Regions from separate parts of the Sus scrofa genome. Here region 1 is linked to region 2. A link is a contact called in public HiChIP or PLAC-seq data. All regions are on one chromosome and are shown on one strand. The core of a region is the stretch at or near the end of the contact, and the rest is flanking DNA. Distances in the headings are between cores, read along the strand shown. Region 1 overlaps ITSN1 (intersectin-1). Region 2 overlaps ITSN1 (intersectin-1).

Evidence for each region. HiChIP or PLAC-seq counts read pairs in DNA pulled down with a chosen protein or histone mark.
Region 1: a contact with region 2 is called in an H3K27ac HiChIP or PLAC-seq map of alveolar macrophages. The contact joins two enhancer-like sites. A contact is called at or near these places in 1 of 47 Hi-C or Micro-C datasets (epiblast stem cells) and 1 of 2 datasets of contacts at active chromatin or transcription factors (alveolar macrophages).

Annotation. Positions count from the first base shown.
Region 1 is chr13:197,440,145-197,444,586 of Sscrofa11.1, reverse strand. ITSN1 (intersectin-1) reads right to left here. Exons shown (of 42, transcript XM_021070946.1): 28 at 3,861-3,978; 29 at 1,148-1,339. Among named protein-coding and RNA genes, the nearest start is that of ATP5O, 77 kb to the left of the region's middle. Within about 2 kb of position 1,581, at least 11 of the 83 cell types and tissues checked have an H3K27ac peak or open chromatin away from gene starts, as enhancers often do. A contact at or near this core is called in alveolar macrophages, where this site is marked.
Region 2 is chr13:197,310,770-197,315,308 of Sscrofa11.1, reverse strand. The region is part of intron 1 of ITSN1 (intersectin-1); the gene reads right to left. Among named protein-coding and RNA genes, the nearest start is that of ITSN1, 12 kb to the right of the region's middle. Within about 2 kb of position 2,883, at least 2 of the 83 cell types and tissues checked have an H3K27ac peak or open chromatin away from gene starts, as enhancers often do. A contact at or near this core is called in alveolar macrophages, where this site is marked.

The DNA of each region.
Region 1 (4,442 bases), core at 332-2,831, 130 kb before region 2:
TCATACAAGGTAAAAGCTTTTGCCATGGAAAGAACTAATTTCTTATGTACAGGATGTATTATTACATGCTCAACAAAGTACATCTGATACACACAAACAAGCACAAAACACCTTCTGAAGTTTAATTGGCCTCGTACTACATGTCTTTAAAACAGATATACTGAACTCCTCTGTACTTCTACGTTAGGCGGCCAACACCCAAACTACACAATTTAGTTGGTAACACTGGACAAAAATGAAAAAAAAAAAATACATCAAGTCTCAGATTTATGGACATTTGGAACATTTTTTAATAGCACATGCAGCATTCCTTGATAGTGGGTCTTTTTGCAAAACCAAAAGCGCAAAGAAGTCATCTATTGATTGATTGATTGATTTGAACGGCTGAAAGATTTATTTAAAAAATAACGTGAAAACTCTTGAAAGCACCTGTGCCAAGGTGGGGGGAAGTCAATTTGAGTCACTAGGAAAGCCACAAAAGGACCCACTACCCTGTGTATTTTTGCAATTTTTTTGCTTCTTTCTCTGCAAGTAATAACTCAACATTGCTATCACATGCAACTAAGGTAAAATGAGGTAAACTGCTCTGCAGTGAGTTCTTCTACTCAGAAGGCAGTAGGTGATCATGCTGGAAGTCACATGATCAAGGCTGCATCTCCCATCATCCCTCTGGGCAGTGATATGGGATAGTGGGTCTCTTTGAGGACTTTCAAGCCTGAGGGGGGGATGGACAACATATGATTCCTAGAAAAAGGAGGAAAACAACACATAAGCAAAACAAAACAATGAGCAAAATTCAAGCTAGGAAAATGAGTCAGGCATGTAAACAGCATGGTGCCAAAATGATTAAAAGGGAAAAAAAAAAATAAAGGAGAAAGGGGGGGAGGGGAGGGAGGGGACATGCTACAGAAGGAATGATTTAAAAAAACAAACAACGAAAAAAAAAAAAAACCAAAAAAACGAAAACAAAAACCCCACGAGATCAAGTCTTGCATCACAGAAGGTCTTCAAAGAGACTGTTGCGAATGCAGCAATGGGGGAACTTTACAAGTTCTGCAAACCAAGCTCGGCAGAATCAGAGCAATGCTGCATGTTTGACCGGGTGACACCAGAGAGGAGAGGCAGGCGAGCCCCCGGGGGCACTTACATTGCTGGCTGGGGTCCATGTCTGTGGTCAGCTTCACGTAGTTGGACGGGAAGAGCCCCACTTGGCCGTGGACTTCTCCCTTCCACCAGTCGGGGTCTTCCTTGTTGAGGACGTTGATGACCTGGCCCTTGTTGAAGGCCAGCTCGTCGTCGTTCTGCGCGGTGTAGTCGTACATCCCGATCACCTGGCACACTGCGGAGACAGGCCGGGTGAGCGCTGCGCCCCCGCGCCCGCGGGACCGCTAGGTACCCGCCTGGGTCCTCTGGGTCCTTTCCGGGATGGGACCACGCCAAGGCACCGAACACCGAGGGGCTTTGTGCAGACGGGGCTGCGGAGGTGTGTGTGTGGGGGGGACACAGAAACCCGAGGCAACGGCAGAAACGTCCGCCCAAGCCTTTCTTGTTTCTATGGGCTCTTCCCCTTTTCAGGTTTTGTCTTGTCAGCACAAAGTGTACAGCGAGGACTGAGAGCTTCCATGGAATCACTGCTGCCTGAGTGCAGGGGGACGGACGCCTTTAAAATACTGACTCTGAACACTGGCCCCGCCTCACAAGCAGCTGTGTCTCCTGGGACTCTCCTGTGGCTCTTTTTTTCCTGTTTGTCTTATGGTGGAAGGTGTTTATCACCTGACTTCCAAAAAGTTCCACTCTCTTTTACTGCATTTTTTGGTCTTTCTAGGGCCACACCTGAGGCATATGGAAGTTGCCAGGCCAGAGACTGAATTGGAGCTGTAGCTGTCAGCCTACACCACAGCCACAGCAACAAGGGATCCCAGTCACGTCTTTGACCTACACCACAGCCCACGGCTACGCCAGATCCCAACCCACTGAATGAAGCCAGGGATGGAACCTGCATCCTCATGGATACTGGTTGGATTCGTTTCCATGGAGCTACAATGGGAGTTCCACTCTCTTTTATTTATTTATTTATTTATTTTATTATTATTTTTTTTTTGTCGTTGTTGTTGCTATTTCTTGGGCCGCTCCCACGGCATATGGGAGGTTCCCAGGATAGGGGTTGAATCGGAGCTGTAGCCACCGGCCTACGCCAGAGCCACAGCAACTCGGGATCCGAGCCGCGTCTGTAACCTACACCACAGCTCACGGCAACGCCGGATCGTTAACCCACTGAGCAGGGGCAGGGACCGAACCCGCAACCTCATGGTTCCTAGTCGGATTCGTTAACCACTGCACCACGACGGGAACTCCTCTCTTTTATTTTTAATTGAAGTATAGTTGATTTACAATGCTGTGTTAAGTTCAACTCTTTTCTCTCTTTTAAGGGCTGCACCTGCAGCATATGGAAGTGCTCAGGCTAGGGGTCAAATCAAAGCTGCAGCTGCCGGCCTACACCATGGCCACACCACACAACGCCAGATCTGAGCCATGTCTGTGACCTACACTACAGCCCACAGCAACACCTGATCAGGGCCGGGGATCGAACCCGCATCCTCATCCTCATGGATACTAGTTGGGTTCGCTACTGCTGAACCACAACGGGAACTCTTAATTGAAAGTAAAATCAGTTTCTTATCCTGCTGTACCTTTCTGTCTCAATATTTTGTCTCAAAGAAAGAAACGATTTCCACATTAAAGAACAATTTTTCTTTTCTCAAGTTCCCTCAAAGCGATAGAAGGTTACACTGTTTTCATTCCCTGGCATTTTCACGTTTTCAGTCTGCCTAGTTAGGCTGTACCCCCAGTTAATCTTTCCTAACCAACCTATATATAGGCTTGGGCTTTAACAATTCTCCAGCTAATCCATTCACCTCGGCAAGCGATTTCTGTGGGTTTCAACCAATCTGATGAAGGGACGCACCAGGCCTCCCTGAGAGAGAGGCCCTCTGGCTGGCACCATACCCCTCTGCCCACATGAGGCCACGGCTCAAGCAAAGGGGCCTGGCTGGGGTCGGGAGTCAGTCACAAAGTTGGCCGATCCTTTCATTTCTTGCCCGTGTGGCCAGGTTTTAATCTGATGTCACTGGGGAGGTACAGCATAGACATGGAACCACAAAGCCCTGGAATGAAAATGCTGCCTTTTCTACAAATGCCACCCGAGCACTGACGGCTTAAAGACCTAAAGCAGAAGTCGCCTCCCCGAACCTCGCCCATCTCAGATGTTCCTGAAGCATCTAATTTGGTCTCTTCAATCAGAAAAGAGCCGCCCGGCTCAGCTGCAGGGCCGGCTGTTCCCTTTGAGTCCTTAGGAGAACGAGTGCAACATCCTGCACATTAAGCGAAGCCCCTCTGTTCACAGGAAATGCCACAGGGCAGCTATTTCAGTCTCGGGCGCGCAACACATTATGACCAGCAGACCCCCGTGGCCTCCCTGCTCACCCCCCTGACCTGTTCAGACCCCGGCCATTTATTTATAGGAGGCCCTTTTTGTCCCCTTGCACCCCAACCCCAAATCCCAATTTAAATAGCTGGAAGGAAATCAAGAGAAAACTCTGGCTTCAGTGCCACAGCACTCAGGGCCTCTTTCGGAAGCCGACTCCAACAAGGGCTCTGTTGTACCCAGCACAGCCAAGCCGCTCGGACATTTGGTCCTTTTGAAAAACATATTCCATACCCCATTAGTGGGTGTCGGCCCCGGCAAGTACCAGAAGGGCTCCCAGCTGATGTGAAAGACAGTCTAAGCTCCTTCAGGAGCACAGTGAAAGGCCGCCACGACCTGCGGGGCATCTTCTGAGCACACAGGGTGAGCTACTTACCTGCTGGGAATGCCGTCGGCTTGGGGGGCTCTGTTGGAGTGATTTTGCTCGTCCCCGGGCTTAAAAGTTTGACGTAATTAGCAGGGAACCAGCCGATCTGGCGCTTTTTCCCACGTGCCTAAAAAAAATACATGCATAAATATATATTACAATGTCCACATGCTTTCACGCTCCAGTTTGCTTCCAAACACGTTAATTCCTCGGTATTATTATCATTAGTCCTAAAGCCCACATATACTGTTGGCATGAACCATGACCTCGGCATTACCTGAAATTAACAGCTGAGAGCTGTTACGTGGGCCGAGTTTCCTATCCGATACACACTACGTTGTACTCCGTAAGCCACGCCATCCTGCCCGTGTGAAAACATTCTAGGCTCTGCTGACCCATGGCGGCCACCATCTAAATTTTAGCTACTGTGTTTTCATGTTGTAATATAATAATCTGTAACTTCTATCATTGATGCTAGTTGTTTTTCAGTTATATGCAACCTTAGTTGCCTACACAACGATCCCAGGAGGATAATACTGTTACTGTTGTCACTTTCCAGATAAAGAGGGGAAGGCTCAGAAAGGTTAAGTG
Region 2 (4,539 bases), core at 1,634-4,133:
CTGGGGAGGAGCGGAGAAGCGAGAAACAGGTGAGGGGCCCACACATCAGTGGGTGGACTTGTTTACATGTTCAGGCCCATTCTCACCCCTCTAGTCTAGAGCATCTCTGCTCTAGTGCTCTTCCCACCTCCCTAGGAGGAAGGGGACAGAAATAGTTACCTGTCTGGCTCAGGGCGCAGGAGAGAATGGTTCAAAAGATCTGGACATAGAAGATTTTTACATAATATTCATTTTCAGCTGCAAAATTGACCTGCACCTTTGGGAATACCAGGAACGTCCAAGCACTCTGAAGCCAGGCGCAAGCTGGCTTGACCTCATCTTTATCTACAGACACTATGTTATCTTCCTCTGAACTGAAATTACCACTCCATTCTAAAAAATTATCAGGGAGTTCCCATTGAGGCTCAGCGGGTTAAAAATACGATTAGTGGAGTTTCCATCGTGGTGCAGCGGAAATGGATCCGACTAGGAACCATGAGGTTGCGGGTTCGATCCCTGGCCTTAGTGGATTAAGGATATGGCGTTGCTGTGCGCTGTGGTGTAGGCCGGCAGCTGCAGCTCTGATTTGACCCCTAGCCTGGGAACCTCCATGTGCCGTGGGTGCGGCCCTAAAAAGACAAAAAAAAAAAAAAAAAAAGAACACGATTAGCATCCATGAGGATGCAAGGTTCAATCCCTGGCCTTGCTCAGGGGGTTAAGGATCCAGTGTTGCCATGAGCTGTGGTTGGAGATTGCAGACACGGCTCAGATCCCACATTGCTGTGGCTGTGGTGTAGGCCGGTACCTGCAGCTCTGATTTGACACACAGTCTGGGAAATTTTATATGCCTCGGATGCAGCCCTGAAAACAAAACTGTCAGAATCCTTTGTCACTATCTTCTCTCCCGTTATCTTTTTCCTTAGGAGTTAACATCTTTTATACTCCCGACATGACTACGGCAGCCTTCAGGGAAGGAAAGACACATGTGGTCAAACCACCATATTTAATTGGAGGTCTGTGAGCCCAGCTGAGAAGCAGACTACTTCTCACTGCCAATTCCCTTTAGAAACTGCAGCTGCTATTCTGTTCTTCCACTATTTCTCATTCAATATTTTATGCAGGTAAGCTTGATAATCTTCCAAAAGATTTTAGTGTGTTTCCTCTCAATTCATCTTCCTATTTTTTGAAATTGACAATAAGTCGTATGTCTTTTGAGATTTACCTACAAAAATTATAAAACAGAATCCTAAAGCATATGTAAAAATTCTCCACAAAGTAGTCAGAACTGAAACTCAAAAATATGGGTGTTCCTGCTATGGCACAGTTGGTAAAGAATCTAACTGCAGAGGCTTGGGTCGCTGAAGCGGTATGGGTTCGATCCCCAGACCAGCTCAGTGGGTTAAAGGATCTGGCATTGCCACTGTTATGGTGTAGGTTACAGCTGCAGCTCAGATTTCAATCCCTGGCCCAGTAACATCCACATGCTGTGGGTGTGGCCAAAAGGGGAGGGAAATATATATATATATAATTGAATTCCTATATATTGGGAACAAATAATTGGCAACTGAAATTTAAGGCAAACAATCCCATTTACAATAGTGCCAAAAATATGTAAAAGCCCTGAGTACAAATTTAATGAAAGACATCCAAAGCCAGTGTCTTGCTACTAAAACTACAAAAGATTGTTGAAAAAGTTGAAGACCTAAATAAATGGAGAGATACACTATGGTGAAGAGAGATTCAATATTGCTAAAATGGCAATTCCCTCCAAATGCATCTACATATTCAACACAATCCCGATCAAAATTTGCACCAAGCTTTTTATTACAAATTGGAAGGGTGATATTGAGATTTACATGGAAAGGCAAAGGACCTGGAGTATCCTCAGCAGTTTTTCTTTTTTGACCATGCCTCCAGCATACAGAAGTTTCCAGCCCAGGGACTGAACCCACTCCAGAGTAGTAACCCAAGCCACAACAGTGACAACACCAGGTCCATAACCCACTGAGCCACCAGGGAACTCCCACAGCAACTTTTTAAAATAACAAAATTGGAGGATTTACCCTACTTGATCTCAAGATTTACTATAAAGCAACATAATCGAGACCTTTGGGGACTGATTTAAAGGCAGACATACTAGATCAATGGAAAAGAAGAGTTCAGAAATAGATTTACATGTTAGGTGCATTCATTTTTGGTAAAGTTGCAAGGGTAAATCATTGGAGGAAAAAAGTTTTCAACAAACCAAAGCAGAGCAATTGGATATCCACATTTGGGGGGAGGGAGGGTGAAAGAGAGAGAAAAAAAAGAACACTGACCCTTACTTCATAAAATTCACAAAAATTAATTTAAAATGGATCAAAATTTAAAATTTAAATTTGGCCTTAATTTAAAACCATATAGTTTTACATTAAAAATTCCAAAGAAGTGGAGAATATGTTTGTAATCTTGGGAAAGGCCAGAATTTCTCAGAACAGAAACAAGCATAATTTATTTCAAAAAAAGAGAGACAGCATGCCCCCAATTGGGCTTCATCAAAATGAAATGTTAGCATCTTCAAAAGAAGACATTAAGAAAGCAAAAAGGCAGGCATTCTCATTGTGGCTCAGAGGGTTAACAACCCAACACAGCATCTGTCAGAATGCGGGTTCGATCCCTTGGCCTTGCTCAGCAGGTAAAGGATCTGGCATTGCCGAAAGCTGTGGCTCGGATCACGGCTGTGGCGTGAGCCTCAGCTGCAGCTCCCATTCAACCCTAGCCTGGGAACCTCCATGTGCCACAGATGGTGGCCATAAAAAGAAAAAGAAAAGAGAAGAAAAGAAAAAGGCAGGACACAGACTGGGAGGAAACACTTGCAACACTTGCATCATACACAGGAACTATACTCAGAATATATAAAGAACTTTTGCAACTTAAAAAGAGTAAGACAGGGAGTTCCCCTGTGGCTCAGCAGATTAAGGATCCTGCTGTGGCTCTGGTTATTGCAGTGGTGAGAGTTAGATCTCTGGCCCAGGAACACTGCTGTGGCATAGATCGCAGACATGGCTCGGATCCCTCATTGCTGTGGCTCTGGCGTAGGCCAGCGGCTACAGCTCCAAATTGACCCCTAGCCTGGGAACCTCCATATGCTGCAAGTGTGGCCCTAAAAAGACAAAAAAAAAAAAAAAAAAAAAAAAGACAAGTAATTTCATGAGGAAATTGATTAGAGACACTTCGCAAAACAATTCCCAGAAATGGCCAATAAACACAAGAAAAGATGTTTAACATCATTAGCCACTAGGGAAATTAAACAAAGGTGATGTGCCCTGCTATTTCCAACAGCAGGGAAACATGAAAAAGACTGACTGTACCAAGTGCTGGCGAAGATGTGGAAGAGCTGGCCTCGCATACACAGCTGGTGGGAATGCAAAATGGTGTCATCACTTTGGAAAACAATTTTCTTAAAGGTTATACAGCTACCATTCAACCCTAGCATGCTACTTCTGTATAGTTAGCTGAGAGAAAAGAACCTTATGTCTACACCAAGATTTCTACTCAAGTGTTCATAGCAGTTTTGTTGTTCAGAGCCAAACACCAGCAAACCAAACAACTGAGAATGGATACACGAACAGGGACATACCCATATGATGACATATTACTTCACGATAAAGAGGAACCAACTGTCCCTATAAGCATTAACATGCATGAATATCAAAACCACTATGCTCAGGGAAAGGAGACAGGTATACGGACACATACCCACAGTATGATTCCACTTTTGTAAAAATTCTAGAAAATATGACCTGCTCTATAGGGATGGAAAACCAATCAGGGATTGTGAGGAGATGAGAGGAAAGGTCAGAATACAAAATTACAAAGAGGCACAAGGAAGCAGAGGGGAATGGAAATACATATATAAAAGCTGATCAAACTATACACCCTATTTATTAATTTTTTTTGCCGCCCCGTGGCATATGGGGGTTCTGGGGCCAGGGATCTGATCCGAGCTATAGCTGTGACCTAAGCCACATCTGCGGCAATGCTGGATCCTTAACCCATGGTGCCAGGCTGGAGATCAAACCTGCGTCCCAGTGCTCCCAAGACACCATGGATCCTGTTGTGCCACAGTGGGAACTCCTGGATACTTTAAATATATGAGGTTTGGTGTACTTCTAACGAAGCCACAAGCTGCAGACAAAATACTAAAAATAAAAGCCAAGAGTTTTGCAATCCTAGCAGTTCAATTCAAACTAAAATATCTACATTGGAATATCCTCTTAAGAGAAGTAGTTATTCCCAATAACTCTCCATAAGTATTTTATCTTTAAAACAACAACAACGAATTCAACTTTAAGCTCAACCAAAAAACTTAATTGAAGGGCCAGAGCCAATGATGGACAATAGAACTTCGGAATACGAATGTTTAATATAGAACTTCCCATTGTGGCAGGAGAAATGAATCCAACTAGGAACTATGAGGTTGCAGGTTCGATCCCTTGCCTCACTCAGTGGGTTAAGGATCCAGGGTTGCTATGAGCTATGGTGCAGGTCGCAGACGCAGAGTGGATCCCATGTGGCTGT